Regions from separate parts of the Mus musculus genome. Here regions 1 and 2 are each linked to region 3. The links are chromatin contacts, called in public ChIA-PET maps. All regions are on one chromosome and are shown on one strand. The core of a region is the stretch at or near the end of the contact, and the rest is flanking DNA. Distances in the headings are between cores, read along the strand shown.

Region 1 (2,969 bases), core at 197-2,696, 71 kb after region 3:
CTTCTGGGACATCACAGTCTTCGAGCCTTCGAGTGTTGACCTCTTCCCTCTGTGAGCTGAAAATGTAACGGAAAATAGCCCAGTAGAAAAGTAGACTGCGGGAGGGTATGTTGTCTCTGTCAGACAAAAACACAGCTCACATTTCCCCCAAATGATTCAAATCTAGAGCTGTGCACGAAGGTCGAAGACAGACTAGTGTGATCACCAGAAACCAACAGAGCAGGAGCCCGCTACAGTTTTTGGGTCTGAAACCCAAGTAGAGGATCAGGCGCTGGACTAGTGGGAGCTGAGACAGGGGAGGATAGGACCTGTGATCTCGGAGCCATGGAGCCACTTGAACAGTAGAAATGGAAACAATCTGAGTGGGCAAGAAATACCCGAGGCCACATACCGGAGCTCCCAGACACAGAAGCCATGTTATGTTGTCCTGAGGGTCAGCCTCCAAGGAACCAGGCAACAGGATCTGGAAGTCCATTTATAACAAATGTACAGAAGAACAAAGCTCTACTGAATTCTGAAGTTTTACTGGTGGGCTCGGTAAAGGACAAAAGGCTTGGTAGTAAACTGTGCCAGAGAAACAAGTATTATTCAGAAAAGGTAAATTGGGGGGGGGGGAGACAGACAGATAGACAGACAGACAGACAGACACACACACAGACACGACAGAAAAACAAACAAACAAACAAAAACAAACAAAAAAAAACTGGGCTGGTGGCGCAAGCCTTTAATCCCAGCACTCGGGAGGCAGACACAGGCGGATCTCTGAGTTTGAGGCCAGTCTGGTCTACAAAGTAAGTTCCAGGACAGCCAGGGCTACACAGAGAAACCCTGTCTCGAAAAACCAAAACAGACAGACAGACAAACAAAACAAACAAACAAACAAAACCCAGAGACATGACAGAAACAGAGAGAGAAAGATTATTTCTCCAGCTGCAGATGTAAATGCTCTTTGACTCAGCAGTTATGCATAGATGAATATTTCCTATAGTCATTTATCAAATACACAATGTGGCAGATGTATGTGGTATCAACCACACCTTACTTTGCAATAGGAAAAGCGCTGAGATAGTATCTGAAAGTCCATCAGTACTCAAGCTGTCGTAACCGCTTCTGGGAACTGTATGACACTGTGCAAAGTTGACACTAAGCTGCTTTGATAAGAGTGCAGACATTCACATGTGCCACATTACCATGGTTACTTGTGTAAAAGGAAAGGGAAGAACACCTAAGTGTGTTTTCTTGTCAATGCAGGATGTAAAAAAAACCACAAGAAAAGTAATATTGTCTCTGGATATAGAAACCACTAAAAAACGATCCTCCTTTTTTTCTCCTTCTTTTTTTTTTCCTTCTTTCCCCTTTTCCTTTCTTTTTTTGCTTTGTTTCCTGTGGCCAGGTTTCTCACTGTGGCCCCAGCTCTCCTGGAACTTGCTTGGTAGACCAGGCTGCCCTGGAACTCAGAGATCTCTACCCCTCGAGTGCTGGGATCAAAAGTGTGCGCAGCCATGCCTGGCTCATCCTTTTCATTCTTATTTGAGAAGTAAAGGAAACCTGGCCCCCGTTTGTATCCAGCCTTGTGTAGCTTTACACTGAAACCTCTAATTGAGATGCTTCTTGGATAATGCTTTCTCGAAAGAAATCGGCAAGGCTGTTTGCAGAGCCAGCATAGTGCGATGGCCCAGGTGGCTTCAACGTGCAAGCTGTGACCCATCTGCCCATGCCCCCGCCCCCCCAACCCCATGTTCATCTCCATCCTGCCTCTTGAATCTCTGTGTTCCCCAACCTTCTGGAAACCAGTAATGCTGCGTATTCGTAGATACAGTTCCACTGCAGGCCCAGCTAACACAGTTGTGCGTACCTAGGGGCCTGATGGAGCAGAATGCTTGTCTCTGCTTACAATGCACACTCCCCTTAGCTGTTCATGCTGTCTCTTGAATATTTATTTTTATATAGAGCAAGTTGTATATCATCAATAAGCAAACATTTGGACAATCTGAAGAGCAAAGTACAGGAACAAATGTGCACTCCTCAAATCTGTCTCCTCTGTCTTTCTTTCCTCTTCTGGGCAAGATTTGCCAGAAGTGGAAGAAACTGAATGTGGATGTTGCACACAATTTTCAATTAAAATTGCTTGCAGTAGGAAAGTAGGCAAAGAAAGTAGATGGGGGGTGGGGGGATAGGCAGCCATAGTTGAGGTCCCCACACATGCCAGATCCCATGAACAGCAGCAAACAGGCTCCCGCAGAGAAATGGAAACACTGTTGTCCTGTGACAAGAGGTTCCAATTAATGTGACTCACATGCATCTGTCTTTCAGTAGCTCACCTCAGGAAGCAACAACCTGTCCTGCTGCAGGAGTCGGCAAAAGGCTCATTTAGTGAGTGCACCAGGAGGCAATCTGGGACCTGTGCTGAGTGGTCAGGACCCTTTTCCTTTCCATTTACCTCAGGTCAGGAGTAGCAGCTGACAGGGAGATGTGGCTGTCAGGCTTCTGAGGAGGAGGCCCTTCTGAAAGTGTATGCTCCTCAGAAGCAAAGGTATAGAAGAGATCAACATGGCATCAACATGGCCAGATCTGGGTCACTAAAACAAAAGTATATTTACCCTGTTAACATCAGAGTGAGGACTTTTGTATCCTACTGCAGAATTGATGAGCTTAAACAGGACCATCTGTCAATTATGTATACTGGACAGTGACCTGGTAGTCAGAGAGGTTCAAGATTTATTCTTGAAGCTAGCTATTACATGATTCATCGTGTATTTATGTTGGGGGGAATGGAAGGGGGGAGGAGAGAGAGAGAGAGAGAGAGAGAGAGAGAGAGAGATAGGTTGTTATGCATGTCTCTGTGTGTACAGAGAACAGAGAAGGGAGTCCTTGCCTTAATCTTTTGAGACAGTGTTTCTCACTGAACTTGAAGCTCGACTGGCAGCCAATAAGCTTCAAAAATTCCTCAGTCTCTGCTCCCAACAATA
Region 2 (3,205 bases), core at 535-3,034, 120 kb before region 3:
CCCTGAGCTGCCTCCTCAGACCCTGCCTCTTTGTTCGATACAGTCTACTCACAGTTGCCAGATATCTCTGTGTTGTGCTTTGCCATATAGTCTCCCTACATGGCCATTTGCCTGGTCAGTCAGCCAGGAATGCCTGTGATGCAAGTCTCCTAGCACCACATCATCATCACAGGAGTGACACTTAAGCTTTGTCACATACTGTCGGAGAGAAGCAAATCACCGACTGCTCACGCTCCAGGGGAACAGATCTTACAGGGCATGAACGCTGGAAAGCAGGAATCACAGTCTGGGGTACCCTGGTACATCTACTTCTTGTCCCCCAGATATGTCAAGGGAGAGAAGAAAGCAAGCAGGAGAGCTTGTGAGAGCTCATTGAGTAACAGGAGAGTGAGCCATGGAGGAGACACCGCTGGGATCCACATGGCTGCATCTCTAGTTTTCCCGGCTGATGTAAGGCTTCAGTAAGTGTCTAAGTTGTTGGTTCTTGCTTATCTTCTATTTGCCTTCTCACTGTCTAAATGATCCTGTTGTCTTGGTGCCTTTGTCTTTTAATAAACTTAACTCTGTATTTAAATGGGCATGTAAATGTCCATACCATACCACTAACCACACCCATGACCACGCCCACCACCACTACCAATATCTAGAACATTCAATCACCTTCAAGTTTCCAGATCTCTTTCTGGTGACAATCTTTCCATGCCTGGCTATAGTAATCAGTGATCTGCATCGGGCTTCTAGATTAGTTAGCTTATTTTTGAATCTCTGTTCTGGCTTACTTCACTTAATATAATGACTTCTAAGGCTCATTCCCACTGCCATTTGTCCTGCTGTTACAGAATGTGGCAGTTGTAAGGGTCTGGCATAGCTTGTATATCTTGTCACCTGTCAATAACCATCTGTATTCTCTCCAGTGATTAGGAACTGTGGCCAAAGCTACTGTCTCTGTATGGACATATGGCTTATTGTGCTCACATAAATACCAGTAATGAAATCACTGGGCATATAATAAGTGTAGTTTTCAATTAACACAATAGTGCCAAACCATTTTCCAATGTGATTATGCAATTTTGTATTCCCACCTGCAGCGCGTGAGGTTGCCAAGTCTTCTACTTTTTCACCAACACTTCATAGAGTCTCTCTTTCCAATTGAACTGCATGGAGCAGGCGTGCAGTGATAGCTTGTGATGGTTTTAGTTAACCCCAATCTCCCTTTCCTTTCCTCTCCCTGCTTTAAGCGTTGAGTCTACCCCGGGTCCCACATGTGCTAGCTCTAGTACTGATCTGTACCTTCAACCCTAGATTGCATTTTATAATTAAGGTTCCCAATCATTTTACACAGACCTTTGGCCATTTATACATCTTTCACAAAACCTTGCAATTCCTTTAAAGTGATCTGAAGTGGATGAATTATTTCAGTTGTTTAAATTCGCAAAATGGTACTGACCTTTGTATGTAATTGCTCATATATTAATTTAATGAACACACATTAAGCAGCCAACAGATACTAATTGCTTTATGCACATTGACTGGTATTACATATTTTCATATCATCCCTATGAGATTAATGATGCAGTTATCCCCATTTTATGGATGGAAAGTTGAGGCCTTCGTAGAGATGCTGAGTGACTTCCCTGCTGTCTTGTCCAGGCTAATAAAGAACGGAGCTAGTGTCTAAACTTGGCTCTCTGACTTCATGTCACATCTATGTTACAGCTCTGGGTAGCTGCCGTAGGGATGATCTGGTATGCACAGTCCATTTGCTGACCACTGTGTTTGACAGTCATGCTTTGTTCCTGCTGAATCAGCGGTGTGGCCTGGCTGTGAGGAGAGACACCCTCTGAACACAGTAGCTTAGGTTCCTAGAAGCCTCTTCCTACGACGGTCGACTTTTCTCAAAATAAATAAGTAGTGAATAAAATCTTCCAACAAAAATAAAGACCGAAGGGTTAGATAGCAGTAGCATCTACCAGGTATTCTAGCTCTAGTGGCCCTGGAACTTTCTATATAAATGTGAGGCTATAGAGATAGACTCCACGCACATTGTCTTCTTCATCCCAATGCTGTCCTTGGTGCAGCATTTCTGGGGAATCACTTCAAGGGTTGCAGCCTGGTCTATAGAAAGAACAGGAAAGGAGCAGACCAGGATGTTAATTCCCAGTGCTCTGGGCTGATTGGTCACTTTCCCGCTGCCCGTGTTCAGGACGAGACAGGTTATTTCATAGGGTTTATAGGCTACTCAGTAAAATTTGGATGAATTTGTACTGGCTGGAGAGATGGGGTGCATGATCTAGTGAAACATCTAGAGTTACACAATTTCAGAAAAGCATGGAGTTGCTTTCAATTATGTGCAATAATTTAGTTTGTTTTTTAATGCATGGAAGAAATGTGCACATTTAGAGAACAGAGTCCACAGCATTCAGCAAGCCTTGAAGCAAAGCCCCAGAATCAAACATTGGCTTGAATGTCAGTGTGCCCACAACAGTGTTTTTTATTACACGACTCATTCCTTTTATAAAAGTCAGGCATTGTGAGAAGTCCAGATGTGAAGCTTAGAATAATAAAACCAGAGAAAGAATACATCAGAGATTTGTAAAACCCAGTTAATATGGAAGTAATTAACTATGGGAATCATGGTATGTTCTTCAACAATAACCTTGAAACTTCATTTCTGTGTCTAATGACTCAGAGTCTCATAAAAAAGAAAAGGGGGGATATGCTCTCAGGCAGGCTGTGAGGAAGTTCTGAGGTCTTCTCTTTCCTGACGAGCACACACAGGCTTAGTCTAATGTGGGACTAGGGCTTGACATAAAGCCTGACATTGCTGGAGGAAGGGGTAGCTGGAAAACTTTATATAACTAAGCAACAGAAGTGACCGCGTGCTCTTACTTAACAACGTAACAATTACAAAACACAAGGCAAGCAGGAGAGAATTAGTAATAATTTAAAAAGAAAACTGAGCTAGGTTTTGTAAATGAAATCAAGACAGAAAAAAAAAATCTCGATGATGAAACCAAGTGGTAGAGCTTTGAAAAAAAAATCAAAGTGGTTAACACCCTGGCTCCGTAGAGGCTGAGGAGGAAGGAGTGAGAAGAGAGGGAGGGGGCAGGGGCGAGAGAGGGAGCTTGCTCAATGGGAACATCATTACTTATAAATGGAAAAGATTAGGCAGGGATCCTGTGATCCAATCCTTTGCCAAGAAATT
Region 3 (3,153 bases), core at 455-2,954:
ACAATGAGTTAGAGGCATTTGATGTTATTAATTCCACCAAATTTGCACATGCATTTCTACTCTTACCATGCGTAGCAAAGCTTCTGATAATAGATGAATGCTTAATACTTTAGAATAGCAATTTAAAAAACCCCGGGCATGCCCATTTTTGCCACATCGTTTCTTCCCTCTTTGTGTTTTATTCTATTACATTGCAGTGAGTTTAAGTATCATACCAGTTTAAGAGCTGATTCTTTAAAAGCAGAACAGAACAATTAGCGGGATTCACCTGTAGATTCAGGATTCTTCCCCCCATCTTTTGTCTGCTACTCTTCATTCTGACACATGATCATCACACTGAAGCACCAGATCCATAGGAGCTGACAGAGAGGCTCTCAGCCTGACTGTGAAAGGACAGGTGGTGATGCCTGACTCAGGTGGATAAGGGACATAGTAGAGTGTTAGTTACCCTTTGCAGTGACAGAGGAGTTCCCAAAAGTGGAACCCTTTTCAGAGCTACTGTATTTCCATCTAATGATCATGAGCAGGGGATTTGTTTTTAAAGTGCTACCCCCTCTTATCCATGCCTTTGCACTTTGCCTTTCTCTGTAGGAACACTGGAGACCATACAGTTTCTCTAATGTCCCTTGGGTCGTGGTTGCCAACCCTGGTGGATTCATTGCCCCTTTATAATCTAGTCCTGCAAGCCTTCTTTATTTCTGAAATGTAGTAGATGCCTTAATTCTATACATAGTTTTAAAAGATTAGATAGCCATAACTGTAACATCAATGGCAATGGTATTTTAAGCATTTTATTGTATGAAAGTTTGATTGCGCTCTAGAGTACAGTGTGATGTTCGGGTCCCTCAGGCATTTAGATGGTCTCATAATGAACAGGTTTGGATTAATGGTAAGTAAATCAGTGTTGGCAAGAGTTTGTATTGAGAGTTGAAGCTTTGACATGAGTTCTAAGTAACTATACACATAAACACACAAAGTGACCATAGATGGTCATACATCTGTACATGTAGGTTGTGTAGGTGTGCTGTGTTCGTAGCTTAAACATCATGAATTGTGGACACAAGTTTCCCTCATGGCAAACAACTCTCCACACAGTTCTATACCATGCAAAATATATCTCTTCCTCAGTTAAGAAAATTGCATTCTTTGAAAAAAAAATGCAATATATATAAAACTATGCAAGAAGTTCACTAGTCTATAAGTAAAATGGAAAAGGCTGTAGGTTCCTCACAAACACATTAGCTGGAGACTGGTGGAAGATTTGAAAGACTTGCAGTATGTAGGACAATTCTTTCTTAACCCAGTCTGTCCTGTTTAGCAGAGCTGCCAAAATGTCCTCATGGTGATTGAAAACATTCAAATGACCCCAATGCTATGTGTCCCCACTGTAAACCACTGGCGCCCATCTGGGGTCCTGTTCATGCTGTGGTACCCTGTAACTCACAGCAGCCTGGCACCACACCTGGTCTAAGGGGTACCCTTGGAGTTCTGTAAGTATTTGCTTGAAGAGAGTACCAGATGGTGCCTCATGACTTCTGGGTTTATGGGAGTGATTTCCAGATGGCGGCGGCTGATAGTGCCTTAGTCCCTTCCCTCAGACAGGTCTGCTTTACCGTTTCCTCAAAGGCTGCTGAGCGTGAACTGCTTAGAGTAGGAGCTTGTGCTTCTTACTACTGCTCTGAGGGCAGAAGTTTTGTGGTTGAGTTTGTTTTTGATGTGTGGGTTAACCGATTGGGTATTTCCTCTGTTGTCATCTGCATGTTATTGACATGTGCCCATGTTCATTGCTCTGAGTCCCTGTCACCAATTCTGATAAGACATCTCTGCTGTTCTTACCATTGTTCCTTTGCCTTTATCCCTTCCCCAGCTGTATGAAAGGCATTCTGTTACATGTTACTACTCCATCAAAGCGTGTCTTTCCTTCTCAGTCATCACTCATCCACCTCTGTGCTCAGCTGCCTTTTTAAAAAATGTTGTTATATTTTTAACACGTTACATATTTAATAGTGAACAGCTTAATTAAAAAGAAATGTTATTTTTTTCCCAAAGTCCGTGAGAGTCTAGAAGTATCTGAATGACTCACTTTCTAGAAAACACAAGTTTATTTGATGAAGAAACCTGTGTTTTGGTTTTTTACATTTCTTCGTGTGTGGCTATCATTGAGCCTTGATTAGGAAAATTTGGATACCATGTGGAGGGGTATAAAAAGCTCTTTCAAAATTTTTGAGCTCAGATTAAAATGAGGAAAGTCCCATTGTAGTGACTTTAAATAGTGTTCATTATGTAGTTTTTTTTTTTTAAAAAAGAGAATGATTGGATGGCGTTCTCTCTGAGTTTATGGAATACTAAGGAAAACCATTCAAGAGTTTAAATATGCTGTCATCAACATCACCGCCAACAAGAATTATCCCACAATTATTTACATGCCAAAAATTCATTAGGAAAAATATGAACAGATTTTATTTGGCCTAGGTGAAGCTTGTCCAGGTCTTGTGTGTGAACATAAGGTATTTTTTAGAAACAGGGAATATTTTCACTTGAGACTTCCTATCTAGTTATTACCATGTGTGTGTATGTGTGTGTGTTATATGTGTGGTGTCATGTATGTGTATGTGCAGGTGTGAGTGCACATGTGTTTGAATGCCTCTGGAGGTCAGAGGTTGACCTCTGTCATCTTGTTTTTGAGACAGGGCCTCTCAGTGAACCCAGAGCTCATTGATTTAGCTAGAGAGGCTGGCCAGCTTCAGCAATCTGCTAGCTCCCTCATCCCTCCTTCACTTCAGCAATGAGGTTAAATATGTGTCTTGCTGTACCAGCCTTCCCATGGGTGTTGAAGCTCTGAATTCAGGTTCTCATGCATCCATGGCAAGCACATTGCCAGATGAGCCAACTGCCCAGGTGTGTCTTAAATGATGCCCTTGTGTCTGTTCCTGGCACTTAGGTTGCCTGCCCTATACAAGTGTGTGTGTGTGTGTGTGTGCTCGTGAGTGCGCGCGTGATCACAATAGATGGATGGAGAGAGAGAGAGAGAGAGAGAGAGAGAGAGAGAGAGAGATATTTTACGTATTTTTGTCCACCATAGTACTTTAAATGTTACAGTTGACCAATGTATATTGGATGGCAGTTTTAGATTTTATGCTTTAAAAAAAAAAC

Evidence for each region. ChIA-PET counts read pairs in DNA pulled down with a chosen protein or histone mark.
Region 1: an RNA polymerase II ChIA-PET map of memory CD8 T cells shows a contact between it and region 3, with 9 read pairs. The contact joins two enhancer-like sites. A contact is called at or near these places in 2 of 484 Hi-C or Micro-C datasets (Sertoli cells and cortical neurons), 1 of 115 datasets of contacts at active chromatin or transcription factors (memory CD8 T cells) and 1 of 9 other capture datasets (adipose tissue).
Region 2: a contact with region 3 is called in an RNA polymerase II ChIA-PET map of memory CD8 T cells, with 6 read pairs. The contact joins two enhancer-like sites. A contact is called at or near these places in 4 of 484 Hi-C or Micro-C datasets (the HPC-7 cell line, forebrain, lens fibers and 1 more), 2 of 115 datasets of contacts at active chromatin or transcription factors (embryonic stem cells and memory CD8 T cells) and 2 of 9 other capture datasets (liver and pancreatic islet).

What each region holds. Positions count from the first base shown.
Region 1 is chr1:179,168,073-179,171,041 of GRCm38.p6, reverse strand. All of the region lies in intron 5 of Smyd3 (SET and MYND domain containing 3), which reads left to right. Among named protein-coding and RNA genes, the nearest start is that of Gm31349, 160 kb to the left of the region's middle. Within about 2 kb of position 1,446, at least 33 of the 459 cell types and tissues checked have an H3K27ac peak or open chromatin away from gene starts, as enhancers often do. A contact at or near this core is called in memory CD8 T cells, where this site is marked.
Region 2 is chr1:179,361,555-179,364,759 of GRCm38.p6, reverse strand. The region is part of intron 5 of Smyd3 (SET and MYND domain containing 3); the gene reads left to right. Among named protein-coding and RNA genes, the nearest start is that of Gm31349, 35 kb to the right of the region's middle. Within about 2 kb of position 1,784, at least 15 of the 459 cell types and tissues checked have an H3K27ac peak or open chromatin away from gene starts, as enhancers often do. A contact at or near this core is called in memory CD8 T cells, where this site is marked.
Region 3 is chr1:179,239,367-179,242,519 of GRCm38.p6, reverse strand. All of the region lies in intron 5 of Smyd3 (SET and MYND domain containing 3), which reads left to right. Among named protein-coding and RNA genes, the nearest start is that of Gm31349, 87 kb to the left of the region's middle. Within about 2 kb of position 1,704, at least 17 of the 459 cell types and tissues checked have an H3K27ac peak or open chromatin away from gene starts, as enhancers often do. A contact at or near this core is called in memory CD8 T cells, where this site is marked.